2 separate regions of the Ovis aries genome follow, and region 2 is linked to region 1. The links are chromatin contacts, called in public Hi-C maps. All regions are on one chromosome and are shown on one strand. The core of a region is the stretch at or near the end of the contact, and the rest is flanking DNA. Distances in the headings are between cores, read along the strand shown. Region 1 holds the start of CALM2 (calmodulin 2). Region 2 overlaps TTC7A (tetratricopeptide repeat domain 7A).

Region 1 (7,088 bases), core at 2,978-5,477:
AGCTGTGTCCGACTTTTTGTAACCCCATGGACTATAGCATGCCAGGCTCCTCTGTCTATGGAATTCTCCAGGCAAGAATACTGGAATGGGTTGCCATTTCCTTCTCCAGGGGATCTTCCCAACCCAGGGATGGAACCTGGGTCTCTGCACTGCAGACAGATTCCTTACTGTCTGAGCCACCAGGGAAGCCCTTGTTTCATTGGTGGGGTAAGTTAATTAAGCCCTCCCCCTGTGGCATCAATGAGTCACCATATTAGCAAGGACAATAGAAGCACACTGTGGGGTCCAGAGTTTTTCTTGAGTAGTCATTCATCTGACAGGAAGGTCACAGGGTTGCCAATACTAACTGAAAGAGCTCTTACTTTGTCTCTGATTTACCAGACTGAAAGAAAGAGAATCCACCTCTGGTCTATTGAAAGAAATACTTTAGATGGCTTGAGAAAACGTCTAAGTTTGAAAATGCTCGTCTCTCATGTCTGGCCATTGTGACCCCATGGACTGTAGCCTGTCAGGGTCCTCTGTCCATGGAATTCTCTAGACAAGAATACCTGAGTGTGTAGCCATTCCCTTCTCCAGGGGATCTTCCTGACCCAGGGATCAAACCTGGGTCTCCTGCATTGCGGGCAGATTCTTTACCATCTGAGCCACCAGGGAAGCCCAAGTTGTTTGCTGCTAAGTCGCTTCAGTCATGTCCGACTCTGTGCGACCCCATAGATGGCAGCCCACGAGGCTCCCCTGTCCCTGGGATTCTCCAGGCAAGAACACTGGAGTGGGTTGCCATTTCCTTCTCCAATGCATGAAAGTGAAAAGTGAAAGTGAAATTGCTCAGTCGTGTCCAACTCTTAGCGACCCCATGGACTGCAGCCTATCAGGCTCCTCCATCCATGGAATTTCTCCAGTCTAAGTTGTTTAAAGCAGGTTAAATTCCACTGAGGCTTTCCAAGTTGGTTCAGATAAGCTAAGAAAGTATTTTGGTCTTGCTGGGCATTCTGGAGGTATTCTGGAGGGAACCTTCTTCTCAATAAGCAGAAAATACCTTGGTTTGCTGAAAATGCTATTCATTAGGTTTTACAAGGTTGTGCTTTTTAACCAGAAAATTATGAAGTCTTATTGTGGCCTAAGAGGATTTTTTTCTGGTTCTACCAACATTCTTGAGGAACTGCAGTTTGAGCATGAATCCCTAGTTTCTTCCTAACTTCCCAGCACTATCTCCTGAAGTGGGCTCATCCTGGTAATGCCTAACCATTGACACTCCTCCACTGTGCCATGTAATTGCTTGCCTTTGTTCTTTCTTTCATCTAAACTTGCTGCTCTATTCCTCCCTGCCTTTTCGCTTTTTCCTGGCCTGACATTATCATGTCAGACTCAATGAAGGAGTCATGTTCTCTGGAAACCCTCTTTGGAAACTCTGTGGTGGGCCAAATCCTCTAAGCCCCCTCTAAGGTAACAATTACATTATTTTCAAATGAGTTTATACGATACGTAAATTATTGCTATTCACTTGTTAAATATTCCAGGTTATACACACCCTTGCTTATTTTGGGTGGGACCAAGAAGGTAATTGTTTTTAAATTGGGTATGGGGAATATATGAAACAAGAATGACAGAATGCTGTAAACCTGAGTGATTGGTACTTTTTTTTGTTATACTTTTCTCTCCATTTGTATATCCCTGGAGAAGTGAATGGCTGCCCACTCCAGTATTCTTGCCTGGAGAACTGACAGAGGAGCCTGGTAGGCTACAGTCCACTTGTATATAGTTTATATCTAAAGTTTTCCAAATTAAAGGTTCAAAAATTAAAAAAAAAATTTTCATGTGTGACAAAACACACGTAAAATTTACCATCATAACCATTTTAAAGTGTAGAGTTCAGTGGTACTAAATACGTAATGTTGTGCTACCATCACCGTCCATCCCCACAACTATTTTCATCTTGTAGAATGGAAACTCTTATCTATACCCATTAAACAATAACTCCTCATTCCCCCTTTCCCTGACAACCATCATTCTACTTTCTGTTTCCGTGATTTTTGAGTATTCCAAATACCTCAAATAAATGGAATCATACAATATATGACTTTTTGTGACTTACCTCACTTAGCATAATGTCCTTGAAGTTCATCCATGTTGTGGCATATTGCAGCATTTTTAAGGCCAAATAATATGCCATTTATGTACAACAGATGTATACCACATTTTGCTTATCCATTCATCCGCTGATGAACACTTGGATCCCTTTTACATTTTAGCTGTCTTGAATAGTGCCATGAACATGGGTGTAACAATATCTCTAAGATCCTGCTTTCAGTTCTTTTGAGTATATACCAAGAAGCACAATTGCTGGATCATATGGTAATTCTATTTTTAATTTTTTAAGGAACTGCCATGTTATTTTCCAAAGCGGCTGTACTGTTTTACATTCCCACCAACAGTGGTTGCCAATTTCAGAGCTAATTTCTATGTGGCTTCAAAAATGTTCATTTAAACCTGAGAGATTAAAGACTCAAAAGGGCAAATTCATTAGGAAACTCAGTATGATCACATATACACAATACGATGGTTTTATTATGGTAACCACTGTGTGCCTATCCTGTACCAGGTACTTCAACGCTTTACCTAGATGGTAATCTTTGCTGCTGCTGCTACTGCTGCTAAGTCGCTTCAGTCGTGTCCGACTCTGTGCGACCCCATAGAGGGCAGCCTACCAGGCTCCTCCGTCCCTGGGATTCTCCAGGTAAGAACACTGGAGTGAGTTGCCATTTCCTTCTCCAATGCATGAAAGTGAAAAGTGAAAGTGAAGTCGTTCAGTCGTGTCCGACTCTTAGCGACCCCGTAGACTGTGGCCCACCAGGCTCCTCGTCCATGGGATTTTCCAGGCAAGTGTTCGAGTGGGGTGCCATTGCCTTCTCCGAGATGATAATCTTTATATGATTCTAATTCTTATAACGTTTCAAGATAGGTATTGTAACCTCCATTTTACAAATGAGGCTAAAGATTAAACGTCTCATCCAAGGTCGTACATCTGACCCAACCAGTACTCATACCCAGGTCTCACTCCAAGCCAGAACCCTATTATTCCACAGTATCAAGGGGCTATTGGAATTTTGTATACTGCGTTTTTTAACCCGCCCTCCCCCGGTAAATTACCCCCATGATGAAGGCAAAGCGAAGTTGCTCAGTCGTGTCTGACTGTGACCCCATGGACTGTAGCCCACCAGGCTCCTCCGTCCATGACTGGAGGGGGTTGCCATTTCCTTCTCCAGGAGATCTTCCCGACCTAGGGATTGAACCCGGGTCTCCCGCATTGTAGGCAGCTGCTTTACTGTCAGCCAGCAAAGGGGAAGTATAAACGGAAGTTCCTTTAGGATTAGCCAGGTGAGCAGCTGCATTCGCCCTTACCAAGATTTTCATGGGCTTTGTGGGCTCAGCTGGTAAAGAATCTGCCTGCAATGCCGGAGACGTGGGTTCGATCCCTGATCAGGGAAGATCCCCTGGAGAAGGAAAAGGATACCCACTCCAGTCTTCTGGCCTGGAGAATTCCATGGGGTCACAAACAGTCGGACACGACTGAGTGATTTTCACTTTTCGCTTTGTGGCGGAGTTACATGGTAAACGTGTGGCCTCCATAAGGCGAATAAACGAGGCTGAGATGAAGAGCGCGGGGTACGGGTTTCACTGGGTCTTTCAGCTTCATTCTTAATCGCTATTTTCGTAGACCCCCCTACAGCGGGGCGGGAAAGCTTTCGTGCAAATGTAGCGAGGAAGGATGGGTGGAGGAGGAAAGCTTTCCAGCCAACCGCAGTTGCCAGGACAGCGCGGCCCGAGCCGCAACGGCAGAAGCTGCACCGCGTCCCGGCAGCGGCTGCGAGCCCCAGTGACGCATTGCAGGTACGAACCGGCCAATCAGAGGAGGCTTCAACGATCATCGCGCTGCGCGTCGTTACTACGATGCTCTTCCGCGCCGCAAAGTAGCGCCTCTCAGGCGCCACTCCACCGGCTCTTCAACGGCTCTCTAGGGAGTGAAACACACTTACGTCATCCGTTCGTCCCCTTCCCTTTATCTTTTGCATCGTCTTTCACATAATTGTGGATAAAAGGGTCTCGAGAGGAGTTGGAGGGGAGGGGGTTGGCCGGGACTCGTTTATGATGTTCCGTTATCTGAAGTGTGGCGGAGGGATCTGGCGGAGGGAGGTGTTTATGAGGCGCTGGGGGCGGAGGGGGAGAATTAGTCCGAGTGGAGCGAGCGAGCTGAGTAGTTGTGTGATTGCGTCCCGGAGACCGGTAACGCTTGCAGCATGGTGAGTGCGTCGCTAAGCTGCGGGCGCTCGGCCTGTAGGGGGTAAGGGGCTGAAGCGAATGGACGAAAGGGAACTAGCCTTTCTCACACTCTCTAGGATTGGTCTTCGCCAGGGGGATGGCGCGCCAGAGGCTGGGGGCGTCCACGGCGGTTATGTCGCAGGTGCTCCCCCACCCCCACTCTCCTCAGGGAGGTGTCCCGTGCTGTACCGGGGGCCAGGCGCACCGCCCCCGGGACCTTGGAGGTCCTCAGAGGCAGGATGAGGATGGAGCCGGGGCGGGGGCAGCCGGGGTAGGCGAGGGTGGAAGGGCGGGAGGAGCGGGAGCGCAGAAGCCTTGGGTCGGGCATCTCAAAAGGTCAGCCAGGGGCCGTATTCAAAAGCTCAACGGACGGTTGGTGCGGGCGCCAGGAAGCGCCTTTGTCCGCGCGCGGCCGCCATGCGCCGAGGGGGCGGGCGGGAGCGCGCGAGGCCCGGGGCGAGCGCCGGCGCCGCCGTTAGCCCGCAGCCCCCGCGTGCTGGGCCGGGAGGGAGCTGGGGGCGCGCGAGCGGGCGGGCGGACTAGCTGAGTGGGCCGAGTCCGCGGGGAGCGGCCGGGGGCGGGGCGGGCTCGGGACCGCGGCCGTCGCTCGCCAGACCCGGCTCGAGCCCCAGCTGCTGCGCTGGCACCTGCAGGACTGCGGAGGTCTGGGCGTCCCGCGGCGCTGCGGGGTCGTCCGGTCGGGCAACGTTTGGGGAGGTCAGCCTCGTCCGATTCCCATCCCCCACCCCACCCCCACCCCCGGCGGCTAGGAGGAAGCTCGGTGAATCCTGATCTTTCTGCTACATATGGGCCTTGAGGCCTAATTCCACTTCCCAGGCTAAATCTAAAAAAAATTTAAGTGGTTTTGTCGTTGAAGGAAATGACTATATCTGAAGTTAAGCGCAGCCTCGCACTGCGCATCTCGTTAGAGAAAGCCAGAGACTCCAGCTGGCGTTTGAAAGGCGTTTTTCTATTCACTCACCGAAAGCCAGCTCGGAGGTGACTCCCGTTCTGTTGCCAAAGTCTGTCTTACCCTCTAGTAACAATCGGAAGGATGCCTTTGACAGGGGCCACAGTCCTCTTTTGAGTGCTCACGTGCACGTTGAAATGTTTAAGATCCGTTAACACTGTATTGCCCCGCACAACACCCTTGAAAATAGCTATTTCCGTAGCGAAAATGCCAGGTCATCTTTTAGGTGCAGTTTAATTCATTTGTACATTAATGATTGTCAAAGACTATGGTGATAAAAGAGTATATAGGGGGACGGGATTTTTTTAAAGCATTTTCCTGTCACTTGAGACCGGAACTCTTGCTCTTTCCTGTTAAAAAAAAGTCTAATGAGAGCGGTAATTTGCAATACTTATTTTGTGGTTCCTTCTGCCAAGTGGTTACAGGCGATGGGTGTGTCCAGGAGGCAAGGTGACATCTTAAACAGGAGTTGGGAATCCTTGCCAACTGAAACCTCCACCCTGTATGGGTGTGGGGAGAGGAGTTCACATTTGTTTGATGTACCCGTTCCATTTTGATATTTTAATTATTTTATCCTAAATTTGAATATGCTGGTTGAATTTACTATTTTAGGTGAAAATAAAAGCATGTAATTAAGGATCTGAATTGTGGGGTGAATTTTTTTATATTATGTAAATGAAAAGTTTGTTTCTAATCACTGATAATTAAATCAAGATCTCAGATTTTCTTGATGAGGCACAGTTTGTATCTACCCTTTCGTGGTCCTTTGCCAAAAGTAAGCTTTTGTAGTTACTGATCACGTCATTACTGTTTTGAGTGTTTTTGACCGTCATTGTTAACTAAATTGGGAAGCATCCTTGCTAAGTCACTTCAGTTGTGTCAGACTCTTTGCGAACCTATGGACTGTAGCCCGCCAGGCTCCTCTGTGGGATTCTCTGCGCAAAAATGCTGAAATGGGTTGCCCTTTCCTACTCCAGGGTATCTTCCCCACCCAAGGATGGAACCCTCCTGTCTTATGCCTCCTGCATTGGCAGGCAGGTTCTTTACCGGTGGCATAGGTAATTTTATAATTACAAGACCTGAAGGTTTAAAATTAAGATTCCATAAAGTCAAAGAATGAACATTTATTTGATACGGAATAAGTTTGTTCACATGGCTCTTGGGTTTACATATAGTTGATATATAGTCATTGAAAGGGAAATTGATTAGTTTAAGAAGATTTGAGGCAGGGGTGATGAGATTAGTAAAAGATGTGAAGACGTGGAACTTTTGGTCACTTGAATCCAAGTAAATACCCATCGAACAGCAAGAAGATCTGTTTCTGTTAGACTAAAGAAATTAATTATGCCTCTGTTAAAGTATTGAAAGTTCTAAGCTCAGATAGACTGATCAAATTAGGCCTTCAGTAAAGGTCCTAATTTTTAAGTAATTTATTCTAGTTTCCCTTTTGGGCCAAGATACTGTTCTATCAGAATTAAAGGTATCTTTTAAACTCTATTGAAATAACTTAGAGACTGCTTTTGATATAGGTAAAACAAATGCCCTGACTTCTGAAAGTAGAAAAATTTTTGCTTTGCATGGAAGCATTTGTTGTATCTAAGTAATACTTGGAGTAAACAGGAATGAATGCAAAATGAAAGTTTGTTCCATTTCAAGCCTATGGGCTCATATATTTATTGAGATAAGAATTTTGGATTGTTTTTATACCACCTTTGACTAGATAAGCTCCGTGGTTATCCATACCTAATTCTGAATGCCATTTGGGAAATGTTAAATAGGCATATAATTCCCTTAAGGTCAC
Region 2 (7,088 bases), core at 2,903-5,402, 140 kb after region 1:
ACTTAGAAATCAAAGAGGGTAAAAAGCCAAAGGTGACCGCTTGGGAAGTCACGTGAGTCCCTCCTGCATGAAACAGATTCCTGGGGACTTTGAGCTTGGAGCCCTAAAAGGACAGAAGCTCAATTCCTTGCCTTCTGGGAACCTCTGGTTTCCGACAAGCAAGCAAGCAAGCAACATTATAAATTCAGATCCCCGTTTGTAAGATTGAGAATGGAGACTAAGACCTGGGGATAGAATAAGAATCACAGCAATTTTCCCTAGTCTGTCTAGAGCTTCTAAAGAGCCAGAAAGGGCACGAAGCACAGGGCACCACAGGGTCCTTAGAGACTTCATGTCTGGGGGCTGCTACTGAAAGTAGAGTTCACCTCTGTGGGCTGTGCGCAGCCGTCTCCTCTATAAAATCACACCTTCAGTTTCAAACAGCATCTCCCAGGCTCCTATCATCTACAAGCCACATCTACACTTTTGGCTACTAGCTGTGCACCATTAGTGTTATCGTTCTGTGCCATACTTTTCTTTACATCTTCTTTCTTTTTACTTCAGCAGACATCCCACCTTCATCAAACATACCTGAAATCATGGATTTAGTGTACAAGCTGTTTGGCTTCAGGTTTCACATTTCTTTTTTGCTAATAAATCCTACATACAGAAGTACTTTTTTTTCCCCAGGAGTACTTTAAAAAACTTAGTCTGTGTATCACTTACAACCATCTGTGTACCACTAGAGGTACTAAGGTGGGACCAGCAGCATTTGCATCAGGGGAACTTGTTAGAAATGGAAATTCTGAGGATCCCTACTCTAGATCTGCTGGATCAGAAATTCTGCTGTAGAGTCCAGCAATCCATGCTTTATCAAACTTCCAAGAGGGTCCCAGTGACATTCAAGTTTGAGAACCACTGGTTTAGAAGATTCCTCAATGTCTTCCAGTTCTCCTATGCTAAGCAATCAGGTTCCAGGAGGAACAACCTGACATGGAAACCCTGGCTTTGCAGCCAGATCCTAAACCTGCAATCTTAGGACAGCGAGGTAGCCAATCTGAGTTCTAGTCTCCCTGTCTGCTGGAGGATTCCTGGTTTGCTCACAGTGCTGTCAGGAAGATGAATGTATGTGAAGCCCGGAGGACACCAGCCCTGTGGTATAGACTTACTGAATAGTAGCTATTTCCCCTACTTTCCTTTCTAATCTGGGTCCTAAAGGTCACATTACTTATGTTTTAATTTGCCACACTGTTTTGCACGGAAGTTCAGAAGCTAATGAGTAAAGGGAGGGGAAGGAAGTACCCAAGGGGATCCTCCAGTTTTGCGTCCATCTTTGTCCTTCCATCAGCCCCGCCCCCACAGGGGACATGAGAACAGGCTCTCCCTGATAGGCAAACCACACCCAAGGACAGGCTGGGAGCCCCCACAAGCCTGGAAGCAAGAGTGCAGCAGAAGCCCTTCAAGCCCGCTGAGGACTCTGCCTTGGAAAAGGACCCAGAGAGGGACAGCAGGGGGAGCTGAGAGGAGAACCACACGGCAACCATTACTAGGAGAGTGAGAAAAGCTTGCATGAATTCTCAGAAGAGAGGGAACGGCTGGCTCTGGGAACTCAGTCTGCGGGAGAGCTCTGCTGGAGCAGCTGGGCCAAATGGCCACAGGCTGAGGAGGGTTGGACCCTGGGGCTTCCCCAGGGCCCCTGTGGCCCAGAGGAAGCCGGGAGCACCCCGGACCTGTGGGTGATTTTCCACTCTGTGAGCTACCTGCCAGCTTCCTCCCTGGCAGCCTGGCCCAGGCTGCTTTCAGGAGGCCAGAGCCAATAAGGACTGTGACCCCTTCTTCCCACTGCAAGGCAAGGACTGTCCTCTCCTTCCCACTGCAAGGCAAGGACTGTCCTCCCTCTGCCTGTAGTTTCTAATCATCAACACTCAGAAAGCACTCCCAGGTCAGCAGTACTGGCATTGCCTGGGGATTTGGGAGAAATGCAGACTCCCAGGGATCCTGCTTCTCCCAATACACTCACAATTTAGGAATGAGCACTGTATTTTAACAAGATCTTGTGCTCCCAAAGTTGTATATTTTTTACTGTTTTCAAATCTGTAAGGGAACTGGGCACCTAAATAAGCTTCCAAGAATTTTTTAGCAAAGTAATCACCCTTAGGCATCTTTTGGGTAAGTTCCAATTTTTATTGAATTCAGATAAAGAGAAAAATCGAGCAAGGTTCTGGTGGCCAGAGCTAGACAGGGAGAGACCCAGGCTCCCAGCCAATGCTAACCTGTTCTGAAATGTCGTGAATGCCCCTCTGCCTCAGCTCACCCCTCCAGGAAATGGGAAACAAGCTGGGGTCTCTCCCACCAGCCTGAATAATCCTGTCACAGGTCTCAACTGCCAGTGCCAGGTAGAGCTGGGGCTTTTCTGAACCCCGTGAGAGGCCAGTTTGAAAGATCTCTTTGTTCCAATCTCTCACATTGACCTTTCTGAGCAAAGCTGCCACTTTTAACAATGTCCAAACAGGAGCCTCCAACAAACCCTGGCCCAGAATCAGGCTGCACGCAGACAAACCAGGAGGCCATGGATTCCAACTCAAGCAAACCCTGGCTGGTCAGGAGCAGAGAGAAAGAGGAGATGTGCGTGCAGGCATGGGTTAATGGAAACAACCTGTCTTAGAGCAGCCTGCAAGTGGGCCACACAAGGAGGTGGCAAGCTCCCCGGGGCCCCTGGTCAGCAGCAGGCAGTGGGGAGGATTTTGCAAAGCACTTTATCTCATCCAGCCTTTGCAACTTCTAATGAGATTGGTGAGGGAAGCTTCATATTCCCGGGCACCAGCTCAATGCTTGGAACACAGGAGGCACTCAAGAAATTATTGTGGAATAAATCCATCCTCATTCTCCAAAGGGAAAATTAAAGCCCTGAAGATGCCTGCCTTTTTAGGCCATCACTCACCCAATGGAAAAGGTGGGCTCCCTGCAGGCACCAAGGGATTCAGATTTCACTCCCTTCTAGCTAACCAGACTCTCCAGAAAGACAACAGTGTTCTGACTTGGCATAGTTACACTTCCCTTTCCTGGCTATTTGAACTCCAGGACTCCTTCGACGAAGTCTTTTCAAAGGGCTCACTGCATACCAAGTACCTGGATATTGTCCGACGCGATGGACATGAGTTTGAGCAAGCTCCGGGAGTTGGTAACGGACAGGGACGCCTGGAGTGCTGCAGTCCATGGGGTCACAATGAATCAGACACGACTGAGTGACTGAACTGAACTGGATATTGAACACCAACTATCCTGTTCTCAACAGGCATCCAACTAATACAGGGGGGATGAATTAAAAGACTGAATGATGAATGAATAGCTCATTTATGGGCTTGCACGTAAGGTGCTCATGGTCTATAAATTTAGTCACGCCCCTGATTTATTCAAGAGCTTAGCAAAATATTTTGCATACAGTAGGGCGCTCAACAAATTTTCTTGAGGGGGAGAATGAGAAGCAGGGAATGAGAAAATACATGGAATCACCACCAAGTGGAACCTAAACAGGCTCTGGCACGCACGGCTCCGGCTGGAAGTCTCCGGTTCAGGGCTGGCACTGCTAATCGCATATGAGAGGTTTCTGGTCAAAGACCCAGAAATGCACAGCCAGGCCCCAATAGCTGGAGGACTGAACCAGAAGGCAGGGTCAGGTGAAGTTCAAATGGTTATCAAGCTATTCCTTCCTGCCACAGAACCACATCATCAGTTTCAAAAACTAACGCTCTCCTCTTCACTCCCAACCCCAGAAAAAGACTGTGACACTTCCGGGCAGGGCCCTGAGGACATCCAGGCAAGGACACCGGTCTAGCGAGGTAGGGGATGGGCAGTGGGTAAGGACGATAAGTAAAGACTGTGCATTGAGAGAGGCTGGAAGAATGTGCCTTCTCTGATGGGCCTCCGAGTTCTCCCTTTGCCTAAAGAGGTCTCTTCCGTGACCACCAGGAGGCTCTCCTGGGTTTTGCTGCTGGGTGACTCTGCTCCCTGGATGCCCCCTTGAGCCATCTGTCTCCTGCCCTCCCCCGGCACTGCAGATACTGGGTGGCTGATGAGAATACTAAATCACTGCTGATTGGACACATCCCTCACTGGGTTATACTCAACAGCAGGCTGGGTTTTCTAAGGTACCTACACACACACACAGTAAAAGGGAGAGTGTTTTCATAAGGCTTCACAGCCTGCCAAGCCCTGCAACTCCCTTAGAAAACACACATTCCCTTCTCTATTGTTTGGTTTTGGTACAAAACCAAATATTGCTTTAGTGATTAAAAAAAAACCAACTGAAAAGTTTTTTTAAAGAGCATGCACAAAACATTCAGCCCACCTGGTTCAACATACATAACCCAAGCTGGCTCCCAGACCTGAGCCAAGAATGAGCTCTGTACATCTAGGGAGAAGGAAAGGAAAAAAAAACACTCCAAGGAGAAAATGGCCCCTTGCCCACTGTGGGGGAAGGAGCCCAGTCAGCTCAAATTCTTTTCTTGGGAGATGCTCAGAGACTCAGTTCTAGTGAGGTCAGGGTCATCAACAGTTTCCCTGGCATTGCACCACCCTCAGCTACCCCCTGCTGCTTCACTCCTGGAACTGCTCCATGCAAAGGAGAACCAAGCCTCCCCCACAGCCAAGACCCTGGGCTCACCAACCCCCAACTGAGAGATGCCTCCTCCTGGCAGTTGTCATCCACAGAACTGCCTGGGGTGAGGCTCCAACCAGAGTCCACGGCTGCCCTCTGGTGGCAGCGAGGGGGAAGTGGAACCCAGGTATCCCAGGTCCCTGCCCCTTGGGAGGGGCCTTCAACTCTGGACTTTCAGGCCAGCACTTTCAGTCCCAGGTCAATTAGGAACTCTGCCATCAGTCACAGAGCAAGGGGCAGGAGTCAGCTGGGGAAATTAACTGCAGGATCAATAGGGCAAGGCCCTTGGAAAAAATGAATGTCCCTCAGACACTGAATGAGTAAGCGGGCAGCATGAGGGAGGCCCAGGCCTCAGTGAAGCTCAGGATTAAAGGAGCAGCACTGTCTGGAGGCCAAGCAAACACCACTCACACTGCACAGTGGAGAGCACCACACCCTTTAAGTTACGCAGATCCTCAACTGGAGGGATCAATCCTCAATCCTCAACAAGCCAGGCCCTGGGAGCCAGCACTACTCGTGGTCATCTGGCCCTTGGGGCTGGGCACCCCGTTCTCAGCAGGCTCTCCTCTGACCCTCTGGAGCCTGGGTCCACACCACACCCACACGGGAATGAGCTCCAGCTCTCAGATTCCAGCCCAGAGTCTGAGAAGCAGATACCACCACCTCCTCCTGTTCTTTGGCTCTAATGAACGTCCTCTAACACCCAACAGTGCCGGAGCTCCAGGGACTCCACTCCACCCAGCCTGTCAGAACAAAATGTCTCCCTAGAGTCCACCCTGTCCCAGGCGGCGCCCAACCCCCTGCCTTCTTTTCCTCCAGCACAGGGCACTGTCCACCATCCACACATGGCTCCCACAGCTCCCGCTCAGACGTGGGCCCTGTGAGGACGGACCTCGTCCGGCCTGGCAGCTGGGGGCAGCACTCAGGGGGCTCTCAGCAGCAAGCTGGGAGAGGAGCTGCTGTCTCTCCTCAGGGCTTTTCCATCTTAGCCACCTTTCCGCTATTGGGCTGTGACCTCTTTCAACACAGCAAAGGGTTTCTCCCAACCCTTCCCAAACACCCCAAGAGCCCAGGCAATGGGAGTGAATTTAACCACCAGCAAACGGCTCTGGAGCCCTGGAAAAGACTCTCCAGAGCTGCCCCAGAGACAGTGACGAGGGTGTCAGGCATCTGCATCCGTCTCCCCCTGACCTCCAGCCTCTGCACCCTGAGCTAAGACCGTGGTTCTCAAGTGTGGGGCCAGGCTGTGGGTGGGACAGACACAGTTCAGCACCAGGTTTGCTGGCAACACCACCTGCTGGCCTTGTGACTTTGGGCAAGTTCCTTAACCTCTCTTTCAGGAAAATGGGGATATTACTAGTTCCAACTTTACAGGATTACATGTAAAGGCATCAGCATTCTGCCTGACACGCAGTAAGTATTCAACAAGTATCGGCGACCATCAAGAAGAAAGGTATAAAGACATTATTCAAAGCCCACCCAGGCACCCAGGACTACTTTATCTTTGTCACATTCCAGGGTCACCTCTGGGCTGGATGAGTTCACAGGAAACAGAGAGGGAAGGACCGCGCTGCTGCCACGCATCCTGAGAACTGCTCCTCACACTCAGGCTTTCAAAAGTTCGGGCTGTTCGCTGGGAGAAAAATGATGATTCAGTCTCTATTTGTCTATATGTGGGAGGCAGGGTGGAGCAGGGGTTGGGGGAGTTGGCATCCTGGCTCTAAGGACTGAAATTTGTGCTTCAGGAGGCAGAGGACAAAGACAGGGGAACAAAGTGACAGCCTCAGAAAAGAACTGAAATGATGCTGGCTTTCCCGGAGGGGTGGTGGCTGGTTAATGCCTCTGCCCACAACAGGCAAATGCGCGCGCGCACACACACACAGCCTGAGTGTGCGGAACAAAGACAGGGCAGGAAGCAGGCCAGCTCGGGAGGAGCAGGGGCTCCGGAAGAGGAGCCGCTCTCTGAGAATGTGACTCAGGGTCCCAGAGAAGGAAGTGGAGCCCTGACTCAGCACAGCAAGGATCAACAGGACCCTGTCCTTCTCCCACATACCCCACAAGTACCAAGGCTGCCCTCTGACACCCCCAAAACCCTAAGTGGCATGGGTTTCCATGCCACTCAAATCTGAAGCTGGAACCCCAGGGAGTGATGTCAAGCAACTAACTCAAGCTCATTTGAGCCCTGGCCCCGGGAGTCACATGACCTCCTTCACAGAGCACATGGTCCAGCTTGGCACACAGCATGTGCTTGATAACTGCTGGCTCTCTCCTTCCCTCCTGGCTGTCCAAGATGCTCACCTTGACCTCATCATACCAGCAGAGAAGCTGGTATGCGGAAGGGAGCAGGCAGCCCTGAGGGGTGAAGGGAAGGGGACCTCAGTGGAGAGGGAGTTAACAGTGCTCTGAATTCCATACGCCAGTGTCTTTTCATTCCCACTCTCCTCTTGGACCC

Evidence for each region. Hi-C and Micro-C count contacts between places; a contact is called where the count stands out from the background.
Region 2: a contact with region 1 is called in a Hi-C map of liver, with 7 times the contacts expected there. The contact joins the enhancer-like site here to the promoter of CALM2 in region 1. A contact is called at or near these places in 7 of 16 Hi-C or Micro-C datasets (blood, hypothalamus, liver and 3 more).

The regions. Positions count from the first base shown.
Region 1 is chr3:77,209,042-77,216,129 of ARS-UI_Ramb_v3.0, forward strand. CALM2 (calmodulin 2) reads left to right here and starts at 4,228. Exons shown (of 6, transcript NM_001009759.1): 1 at 4,228-4,298. The coding sequence starts at 4,296.
Region 2 is chr3:77,351,644-77,358,731 of ARS-UI_Ramb_v3.0, forward strand. The region is part of intron 5 of TTC7A (tetratricopeptide repeat domain 7A); the gene reads right to left. Among named protein-coding and RNA genes, the nearest start is that of TTC7A, 39 kb to the right of the region's middle. Within about 2 kb of position 4,153, at least 31 of the 54 cell types and tissues checked have an H3K27ac peak or open chromatin away from gene starts, as enhancers often do. A contact at or near this core is called in liver, where this site is marked.